Linked DNA regions of Sus scrofa: region 2 is linked to region 1. A link is a contact called in public promoter capture Hi-C data. All regions are on one chromosome and are shown on one strand. Each heading gives the region's core, a stretch centred on a gene start, on an enhancer-like site or on the middle of the called end of the contact. The rest is flanking DNA. Distances are from core to core; before and after follow the strand shown.

The links. Promoter capture Hi-C pulls out the DNA fragments that hold promoters and counts their contacts.
Region 2: a promoter capture Hi-C map of fetal skeletal muscle shows a contact between it and region 1, with 2.3 times the contacts expected there. The contact joins the enhancer-like site here to the promoter of ASH1L in region 1. A contact is called at or near these places in 1 of 5 promoter capture datasets (fetal skeletal muscle), 5 of 47 Hi-C or Micro-C datasets (embryonic fibroblasts, epiblast stem cells, fibroblasts and 2 more) and 1 of 2 datasets of contacts at active chromatin or transcription factors (alveolar macrophages).

What each region holds. Positions count from the first base shown.
Region 1 is chr4:94,294,963-94,300,158 of Sscrofa11.1, forward strand. It overlaps ASH1L (histone-lysine N-methyltransferase ASH1L), which reads left to right and starts at 2,570. Exons shown (of 28, transcript XM_021089697.1): 1 at 2,570-2,714; 2 at 3,177-3,316. The coding sequence starts at 2,585. It overlaps DAP3 (28S ribosomal protein S29, mitochondrial), which reads right to left and starts at 2,519. Exons shown (of 13, transcript XM_021089714.1): 1 at 2,106-2,519.
Region 2 is chr4:94,362,911-94,368,427 of Sscrofa11.1, forward strand. The region is part of intron 3 of ASH1L (histone-lysine N-methyltransferase ASH1L); the gene reads left to right. Among named protein-coding and RNA genes, the nearest start is that of ASH1L, 68 kb to the left of the region's middle. Within about 2 kb of position 2,996, at least 3 of the 83 cell types and tissues checked have an H3K27ac peak or open chromatin away from gene starts, as enhancers often do. A contact at or near this core is called in embryonic fibroblasts, where this site is marked.

The DNA.
Region 1 (5,196 bases), core at 1,320-3,819:
AATTTGTCATCTTAGAGTTCTGTGGTTTAGAAGTCCAGAATCAAAGTGTGGCAGGGTTGTGTTCTTTCTGGATGCTCTAGCAGAGAACCTGTTTTCTTGACTTCTCCAGTTTTTAGAGGCTGCCCTTTCCTCTTCATAGCCTGCCACAGCTGGTCAAGTCTATGTCATATTCCATCACTCTGACAGTGACTCTTTCTGTCTCTCTTACCTTTGAAGCACCCTTGTAATTACAGGGCCCTATCAGGTAATAGCTGATTAGTAACCTTAATTTTCTCTTGCCATGTAAACAATGTATTCACTGCTTCCAGGGATTGAGATTTGGACATCTTTGGGGGCACCATTATTTTATTTTCCACACCTTCCTTGGCTCAAATGATGGGGGGGGGTTCATCCATTCAGTAAGGTCATTTTATTGAACATTTAAATATTTTAGTCTCTGGCAGGCACTGCAACATATGCACACAAAAAAACCGCAGAATACTATCTTGTCTATACTTGGTTGACAACTCCTGAATCAGTGCAGTTACTCAAAGCCAGTTAAAGGCAGAGACCATATGTAAGGAACTTTATATTTTTATGTACTAGTGTAGTGGAATTCAGTTATAAGTGTTTTATAGCATAAACAATTATGTTTATGTCTTTGTAGCATAAACAATTATGTTGCTGATGAGAAACTTTATTAAGAAGGGAATGGGGTAAAAAAATTAAGTATTTAAGAGATAAGCAAATTGAAGTCTAAAGATAGTTATTGGACTTCTTAGAGCCTCAGGCTTCTCATTTGCAAAATGGGGCCAAGATGATCTACTTCATAAGGATTAAACAGGAACATAAGTTCTCTTGGCATGGTATTCTACAGACATTAATTCTCCTTCCCTTCTCATATTTTAAGTATCTGACATTCATTTCAACATTTTCATACTTGCTTTGCACCAAACTACAAAAGAATATACAAAGAAATGTTAGACATAGTCTCTGCCCTCAAATTAAAAATGTTCTTGGTAGGGTAACACACTTGCATACATGACACTATTGAGAAAGATATATGGCCTCTAAATGGCTCCATAAAATAGCTGGGGCTTAAGATACGATTAGGAAAAGCAAAGATATGGATAGTGAGGTAATTAAAGGGGATTCCATCCTTCCCTTAAAAAAAAAAAAAAAAAACCCAGAGCAATTAAACAAAACCTGATCCATATACTTAAGTATGGAAAAGGGAACATTTAGGACTGTCTACTTAAACTTTAGAGCTTGAAATTAATCTAGTACAGTGATTTTGAAACTATTCCTAGATCCTTAAAAGTCCATAGATGTTAAGGAACGGAATATCCAAGCGGATCCCTCCCCCGATTTATTCTGTTTTACACTTTGGGTGAAACTAAAGATTATTTGAATAGAAAGCTTCAGAAATACCCGTACATTTTAATAGTTCATAGTTCTCCTTACTCAATCATCAAGAAAAAGTAAGTGTTCATTCACAGTTTTGAGAAACAAGTATCAGTAGCCACAGAAATCTGAAAGATTTCCTTTTGCATTTATTATAACGATTTGGAAGAATAGGACACAAACTACCAATTACACCCACAAACCTTATCAACATCCAGAGTACTGTAAACGATAACATTACACTTTGCACCTTCCCTGTGCCTAGAAGCTAATACTTCTTTATCTACATTATTTTATTTTATCACATACCAACCTTGAAGGCAGATTTGGAGTTAACTAATTTTTATGTTCAGTTTTTCATTTGTTGACAAGGAATTAAGAAAAATAACTTTCTGAAAGACACACAAGACGTGAGAGACCAAGTCCAGACCTTGAATTTGTAACGTATGGCATCTTTATCCTCTAACATCAGGCTGCCTAATGAGGTTGAAAATATATCATCTAGCCAAGAGGAATGCATAAAAGTGCACGAAACATCATCGCGTATAGACAGTGGCGTGAAATTCGAGCAATCTAAGATGGGTTTAAAATAGAATTTCAAAAAAGGAAGAAAGAAAAAGCCGACCACGCACCGGTTCTTCTTTAGGTTTCAGGACCGCAACACGGAGCCCGGAAGGAAGCCCCCTAGGAGGGTCGCCGGCCCAACTGGTTTCACTCCCTACCTCATGGAGGTTCCGAGTCCCACTCCTCTCCTTCATGAGTACAACCCCATGCAGGTCCATTCCCTCACCGAGAGTCGTGGATCCGCTTTCCTGATGCGGTGAACGACAGGCACAGTCAAGGGCTGGCTCCACAGCGCTTGTCCCGCAGCAGAGAAGCAAGCTCGGGTCGTTTGGCAGGAAGCTGCTCACCGCGCAGCCGCCGCGGCCTCCAACTACTTGTCAGCAGAGGGGCGCTAGGCCGCCCCCGAGCCGCTCACCGCGGCCAGGACGAGGTGGGGGGAGCGAGCCGTGTCGCCTTGGCGCCTCAGCCATCGAGGTAAATAGTCATAGGTGTCTACTGGCCACTGGGGTAATTCCAATCCTAACGGCAACTTCTGCCCGTTTCGTCTGTCCTTTTCTCCCCCGCTGCTGCAGCTAATGGGAATGGAACAGTCCCGCGGGGGGGATTGTGGGAGGCGCACGCGCGAGGGGTGGAGGGTATGTGGGGGGGGCGGAGGGGGAGGAGGCGGCGGCGGCGGCCGTGGCGGCGGTTGGTGGCAGTGGGGGCGGGGAAGGGGGGGAGGAGAGGAGAGGAGGTGGAGGAGGAGGCTTGGGCTCGCGCCGCTGAAGGTACGCGTGAGGGCCCGCGCCAAAGCTGGCTTGACAGGGGCCGAGGGGAAGTGGGGGACCGTGCGAGGAGGCTCCCCAGAGCGAGTGCGTACTGGCTGGCGGGCGCGCCAGGCGGCCGAAGGCGGTGGTTGGTGGGAGCAGCAAGCGACGAGCCCAGATACACTCTGGCGCGTGCGGGCGGGCGTGCGCGCTCTGCCGCCCGAGTCGAGTGAGGAGGGAGGACGAAGGGGGAAAACGCGAGGAGGGAGGAGTGGGAGGTGGGGGGGCACGAGGCGCCCTTCGCTCCCTCCCTCCCAAGGAGCTGCCGCCGCCGCCGCTCTGCCGCCGCCGCTCCCGCCGCCATTTTGGGTTCGCTTTGCGGAGGGGGAGACGATCCCCGTCTCGGTTGCGGGACCCGCCTCCCCTCAGTTTCCCCCGCTTAGCCCCACGCCTTTCCCCTCTCCTCTCTCGCATTTCCGCCAGTCCGCTCACCCGCTGGCCGCCTCCTGACAAGCGGGAGGGATCCGCTGTGGACCAAGGGAAGCGGAGGAGCCTGGTGGCGGCCGCCCCCTCTTCCCCACTTCCCTGCACTCTCATCTCTCTCGGCCTCGGCCTCTGACACGGTGAGTAGTACCGCCTGGGGAGGCCTTTGGGCCTAAGTACTCCCTCAGCGACTCAGTCCTTGGCTTCCTGGGAGCTACTGTCATCTCCCGGACCTGGACCTCCGGGAGAGCGGTGGTAAGGATGGGGGAGGGGAGAGTAGGGAAGGGGATCCTGAGCTTACCGGGAAGTCCCTCCTGGCGGAGGTGAAGGGGTGTCCCTGACAGGCGGGCTCCTGGCTTGGGGGAGGGGGCGGGAAAGTAAGCGAGTGGAGGCGGAGCCCGCTGTGCCCCTGACAGGTTAGTTTGTGTGTTGTGGAGGCACGATTGGAGCATCCCCCATAGGCCAGGTTGTTCCCGTTAAGGAATAAGAGTGTCAGGAGGGATGATCCTCTTTTGAGGGTAGTTTACCTGTATGTTCAGATCTGTGGTGTCCCTGACACGCTCAACTGGCTGTTGAAACTACAGGATGGTCTCCGTGTTATAAGTTTAATAGATGTTACTGGTTAGTTTGTGCATGGAAAGACATGTTTTTGGTCTAGGAGACAGATGGTCTGTTAGTGTATAGCGGCTGTGTTTGTGTGTGTATGCAAGAAAGGAAAGTGTTTCGGAAGAGTTTGCTTTTATTTGTACAAGTGTAATGTAGTTCCACTTATAAGTTAGCTTATTTTTAAATTAAAGTTTGGGATATTCCCTGCTGGTTGATATGTGTGTGTGTTTTAGGGTTTGAGAGTGCCTTATTGACTTGTTGGGAAAGAGAAGTCAAAGCAGTATTTTAGAAATGTAGCATGTAAGTGTGTGGTCAGGGATGGGAGAAACTTGTCATAACCAGTTATTCTTAAGAATAGTTTGTTCCTCTGAATAGAGTGAATTGTGTAAATATGAAGGCCCAGAACATCTTTACCTGAACAATTACTGTGAGGGTGTAAAGAATGGTTGGCCTTTCTGTTGACCTGAGTTTGTATTCACACTTTATAATAGAATAAAGCTTTTATACTGTTCAAAATGCTCTTTCAGTTTCTTTGCCATCCTAAGTTTCTCTGTGAATGATAGGATGGCTGTTTCCTCCCATATTACAAAGTAAGAAATTGAGGCATAAAGAGATAATTTTTCCAAAGTCACATGTTAAATTGACAGAGTTGGGACTGTAACTCAGGTATTTTGACTATGAGTCCAGTAGTGTGTTTGCCATACCATGGAGTCTTAGAAGGTCTCTGTCAGGCAAATCTGAGTTTATTGGAGCATATTGACTGTTTGAATGGTTTTTGCTAGAGATCAGTTGTGTCAGAACATAGCTTGTGTCAGATTGGCCTGTATGAAATGGGTGTTCCATGACTATATTTGTTTGCAGAGGATGCAGAGCATTTCTGACACTTTAGCTTGTGTGTTTGAGGGAGGGATGTCTTTTATAGCTTGTACCATAGTGCTGCATAGGGGCTGACAGCTTAATTTAATGGGAGAAAGGATCTTTTCTTATTCATTCAACAAATATTAATTGAATACTCAATAAGTGGTCCCTGTCTCGGGGTGAGAATAATCAAGGTGACCCTGTTGAAACAGCCTAGGTATATCTGAGGGGATTTGTCTTGACAGTGATATATATTAAGTCTCCTGAGGCAGGCAGATCAGTGTGGAACTGAAACTAGAAAAATGTCCTAAAAAGTCTTCAGTTTGGAGTGAATTTAGATCTTCCATACATTTTAATATGGAAGGATACCAGTGTTTTTAAGTGTCTAATAGGGTGGCCAATTTGTGGTAGCATGTGCTACCTTTTGCATTTTCTTTTGGCATTTCTGAGTAAACGTTTTTGGGAAGCTGAAATTGTTGACATATGTGCCTGTGAGATGTTGGAACTTTTTGACTGTGTTGAAGAAATTGTTCAAAGATCAATTTGTAGTAAGCAT
Region 2 (5,517 bases), core at 1,746-4,245, 68 kb after region 1:
AAATAAGTTAAAAATAAATAAAAAGAAAACTCGTCTGTTTTATAAATGATCTGCATGTGGTACTTAGTTTATTTTTTAAATTATATGCTCTACTATGTTGTTATATATTAACAGACTAAAATCAGCTTGATGCAAATGAAGTTATAGTGAAATTACACACTTAAATGAAGCCAAGTTTTCTGGTTTCACCCCATTCTAATAACTAATTCTGTTTAATTATCTTTCTTAAGTAGACATGAAATAGGTAGGACTGGGAAGGAAGAATTTCTGACCTGGAACGTCATATACTCCATCTTTGCTTTTCAGCATTTTCAGCTCATGGCTATCTGCAAGTGCCAGAATCTGCAACCTGATTTCAAAAATGGGGAGAGCAGTAGCATGGAGTATTTTGCATTTACAAGTTACAAATTTTGGAATGAAAACAAATTTTTATATACATACACACATACATAAGTATACATATGTGTGTGTGTGTGTGTGTGTGTGTGTGTGTGTGTGTGTGTGTGTATAATATTGAGAACTGTTTTTTTCCCCAAAAGTAAATTAGGGCTAAATCTTCTTGTTTGTAAAAAGTATATTCACTATGGAAGCATAATGGTTGAAGCACAGTATACTGAGTATTATTTTCTTTTTAACTGAAGAATGTAAGCATTGATCAGAATTTTCTCATCATTTCTGACAATTTCTCTAGGATGGTGTAGAAGATACATTCATAAGTGAAGTGTGAACATGTGTAGATGAAATCAGAAAATTTATTGTGGTGGTTAGTACAGTTCTGGGAATTTCCCGTGAAATTCTATTTCAGTGAATTATCTGATTTGGGCAGTATGAGAAATAGCCTAATTGGAAGGAGAAAAACACAGACTTTTTAGCTTCAAAATCACCAATACAGGCTCTGAATCATTCTCTCTTGTAATGCATTTAATTGGTGAGTCAGATGAAATGTATTGCTTTCAGTAAATGTATTTCCCACAATTGGAAACAGCTGTTTTTATCATGGAACCAGCTTTTATCTCAGCATTCAGCTCATTCAAAAGAAGCTTTTAGAGCCCTTATGATCTGTGAATCATTGCAAAGGATTCAGAACTTTGAATATATAAACAAAAAAACTTGATCAGAGATTTCCACATAGTTGGTATTTTCACATTTTTTTACTATGGTGTCCATTTTAATTATAACCACTTTTGACTCAGTCACTGTTTAACAAACATTGCCAGTAGTCTTGACTCATAAATAATAAAAGGAGGAATTTTATAACTGATTTTGGGGGGAAGGAGCAATTAAATGTTAGAAACTAGTTTTAAATGCGTTATTTTAAAATAAATGTATATTATTTATGAACTTGTTACTGCACCTTCCAAATCTAGCATACTCAAATATGATTTGCCGTAGTTTACCCAAAGATATTTATAGCATTAGAAATATCAAACAAGTTTCGCATTCAAACTATTTCCTAGTTTCGAGGGTCTTTAATGGTAAACTCCCAATAGATGTAACCAAGACATATTGTTATTAAAGTTTTAATAGTGGATTTAGACTAAAGAAATGCATGTTTTATCCACCTAGCTTTTGGTTTCATTCACTATGTTCTTTTGCTATTTTACGTTTGGAAATTCCTTGATTTTTAGCCAGCCTAAGGGCTTCAGTGAAGTAGTTAGGTTGAACCTTTACTCCAGTGTTTGTGATTCCCCCTTTCCCCCACACTATTGTCAGTGGGAATTTTCTCTGTTTATGCTGATAATCTTTGCCCACATGACTCTATCTTCACACCCAGGCATCTGTAAATGTAGTATTTCTCTTTTTACCTTAGGCTTGTTTCTGTTCTTCTCTACACATCAGTCAAGATCTCTTGTGACAAATCAACTTCAGAACAGCTTCTTGGTTTCCACCAATTTTTGTGTATGATATAAAAAGATTTCCAGATTCTTGCCCCTTTAAAGTCGTTATATATTTTTTTGGTTTTTGTTTTCTCAACTTTCTGACATTCTTATCCATGATTTCATGGTTTCATCTTAAGATTTTGCTATAAAAGTACCATCTTCTTCCTTTTTGTCCAATTCGACACAGACATTTCTCCAAAACCTGTCTTTGTCTTTAAAAGCTCATCAGATAATGGCCAGATAAAAAAAACAGAGATTCTACAATCAAAACCACTTCCATGGAGCATGATCATGTGAGAAAAAAAGAATGTATATATGTATGTGTGACTGGATCACCTTGCTGTATAGTAGAAAATTGACAGAACACTGTAAACCAGCTATAATGGGAAAAAAAAAATCATTAAAAAAAAAACCACTTCCAGGATTCCCTCACATTTCCAAGTTTGTTTTTAGTTCTTAATTCCCAATTATTATCCCAATTAATGGTATTCTCTATTTTCCCTTTCTCTCCTTAGTAGTAGTCTGCCTTCTTTTTTACATGAAGGCTTCTGTATTTCCAACTGGAAAAAAAAAAAAGAATTTACTTGTAATCAACTTAAATTTATGTTAAAGACCAATTTTATTTAAATATTTTTGTGATTTATCTGTGACTTCTGTTTCCTTCATCTATGTCTGTAGAATTTCTAATCCATTTTTAAAGCTGTCATCTGAGTGGTGAAACACTCAGTAGGGTTTCCACCAAATAGTGAATTGAGGAATCCCCATTTATAGTCTTTGTTTACTTCTAGAGTACTCAATTATTCAGCTTTATACTGTATTGAAATAAAAAATGATGAGAACTCTCTGATATTTAGAATTATGTGTGTTCTCTGTGTATATTCTTTGAGGAGCTATCAGTTTGCCTTAAATTGGAATACCTACAGACCTCCTGTCATGTGAGGAGCATAGAGTCTTCACATATCCCTCCAGGCAGATCTAAAATGATCACTGATGACCCATGATTCCCTGAGTAATCGACCATAATTTAGAAGAACCAAAGAACCAAACAGTGGAAGCAGAAAACCGCTTTCTCCCTTGGTACAACACTGAACAGAGAACTAAACACTTTCTGGTTCTGACTCATCATTTGGGCACATCTTATTTTAATGATGTAATCCAGAGCATAATCCCAACCCAGGAGAAGCTATGGTGAAGAGAGTGAATTAGAAAGTTCACTCCAAAGAAGCTTTTGCCAGCCTTGCAGTTACCTACCAACCTTCGAAGTACCTATCTTAATAGTACTTCTTAATTAGAGGTACTTATTTTACTAGTACTTCTTTATGTTTAAGGTAATTGCTTGGTATTCTAGATTAGTTCTAATTCCTGGTTGGGTTTAAGTCCTGTCTTTTTTAAATTTTATTGTAATATAGAATTGTTGCCTATACATGTCAGTGACATTGTTAAGTAGGGTCTAAAAATTCTACAATAGGAGTTCACACTGTGGTTCATTGGGTTAAGAATCCAACCACAGGGGCTTGGGTTGCTGCTGAGGTGTGGGTTCAATCCCTGGCCCAGCACAGTGGGTTAAAAGGATCCAGCATAGCCACAGCTGTAGCATAGGTTGCAACTGCAGCTCAGATTCATTCCCTGGCCCAGGAACTTTCATATGCTGCGAGTGTGGTCATAAATGTAAATAAGTAAATAAAAATTCTGTGATAAACCCCGGGAACCATTTTATATATAATAGTATAATGCTTATAAAAACCCATTGAATTTTGTATATTATCTCATTTTGGAACTCAGAACAATCGTGTGAGTTGAGTGCTTTATTAAACCAATATTCAAGTATGTTTACTTACCTAGGTCTTATAGCTTGATTTGTAACAGAATCAGAAATCAAACACAGGATACCTTACTCCATAGTTCACGTACTTAACATTACTACACTCTGCATTGCATTCTATTTCAGGTTTTGAAACATAAATATATTGGTCTCTTTTGAAATGGACATGCTAGTTCTCTAGGCATTATCTTGTTCTTCCCCATCCACCCAACTGCATAATGGCACTTATAAAACAGGCTATTTATGGCAGTATTAGAGAGAGTGTTTACAGATTTCATGTGATTTCTGCTATTAGGCCTGTTTTAACATGCTTTTAAACATCTTTCACAGGTTGTTAACTCTTGCATATAAGTTTATATCATCATTTTCCAGTCTTAAAATTGGTTGCTTCACATCATTAGGTAATGTTTTTTTCAGGTATCCTCATCCTCTTACTGCTCCTGTATGCAGTGTTTTTTTAAGTGAAGTAAAGGTCTAGATCTAATGATTATCAAGCCCTAGAGATCTGTATCTTAGGGTTACAACTTTATTCCCCCTTACAGAAAATTGTTAAGAACAGCTCTGCTCTGTATGATGAACAGGGAATTCAAACAGGCTTATAAAAATGAAAAATGAGAATCCTCCAGAATGAAGTTTTATTCTAGTTTCCTATTATATCCTAAGAATAGGCTGCTGGCCTCCATTACTTTCAGGAAATGAAAAATGGCTCAGAAGCTAAGTGAGCTAAGCCATCTCTCTCTCAATTGTTTCAGTTTCTCAGGAATTGCTGTACAAAGCTGCCAATAACGATCTCCGGGGATCTGACCCCTATTCCACCTCCCACTGCCTCCTCTGCAGCTCCAGATGCCACCAAAAGAAGGAGCTTTGAAGAAAGTGCCTGTACCCTCTTTTACCTGAGGTGGGTGAGGCCAGGCAGGGTGATTCTCAGGATATCCTGATGATCAAAGGTATAGTTGAAGCCTTCATCAAGACTTTCTTGAAGATGACCAAGAAATTTGGGAAACATTACCAAATAGCCTAGAAACTGAAGATGGAGCTCAAGAATGGATGGCACAAATGCCACCTGAAATGTAATGCATGATAACATACAAGACCCTAAATAAGCTCCTTGAGGGCAGAGACTATTAAACTGTATATATATCCCCCCCCAACCTCCACAATGACTAGCATAGTACCAAGCATATAAACTGTATTCAGTGAATGTTAGCTTATGACTGAGAGAGAAGACTTTATAAAAAGTGCTCTCTAACCCATTCTTTCCCTAGTACTTAATCTAAGATTGTCCATTCATCAAGAAAATAATGATAAAGAGAGTTCAATGATATCTCAAGCTTCTTGGCCACTGATGTCTTCTGTCTTGGCTGTGTGTCTGAGTAGGAAATAGCTGTCCTGTAAAGAATTTTTCAGTATTAATATTTAAATTTATGTCTTCGCTGATGCCTGGGCTTTTACTTCTTAGATATTTTATTGTGGTATTTAGCTCTTTAGTGGAAATCTTATCTTATCTGACCCACACTCTAGGGGGATTTATTGTACTGTTGGTACAGTTTGTATCTGTTTTTAAGAGTCAGCAATAACCAGTCTTGCTTCTTGATTTGATCTTACAGTAGTCTTCATTGTGTTTCTGAAATAGGATATACTGTCACATCATTTTCCCCAAAATATAATTTATTACTCTTGAATGGCAACACAGTCTTATATCTCACCTGAGCAATACTAAGAGCCTGCTAAAAGAGTACTTACAGTGATGTGATTTAAGATTCTGCATTATTAAAACAAAGCCTCATGGTTTACTATTTCTTTTTGAGAAAGGGA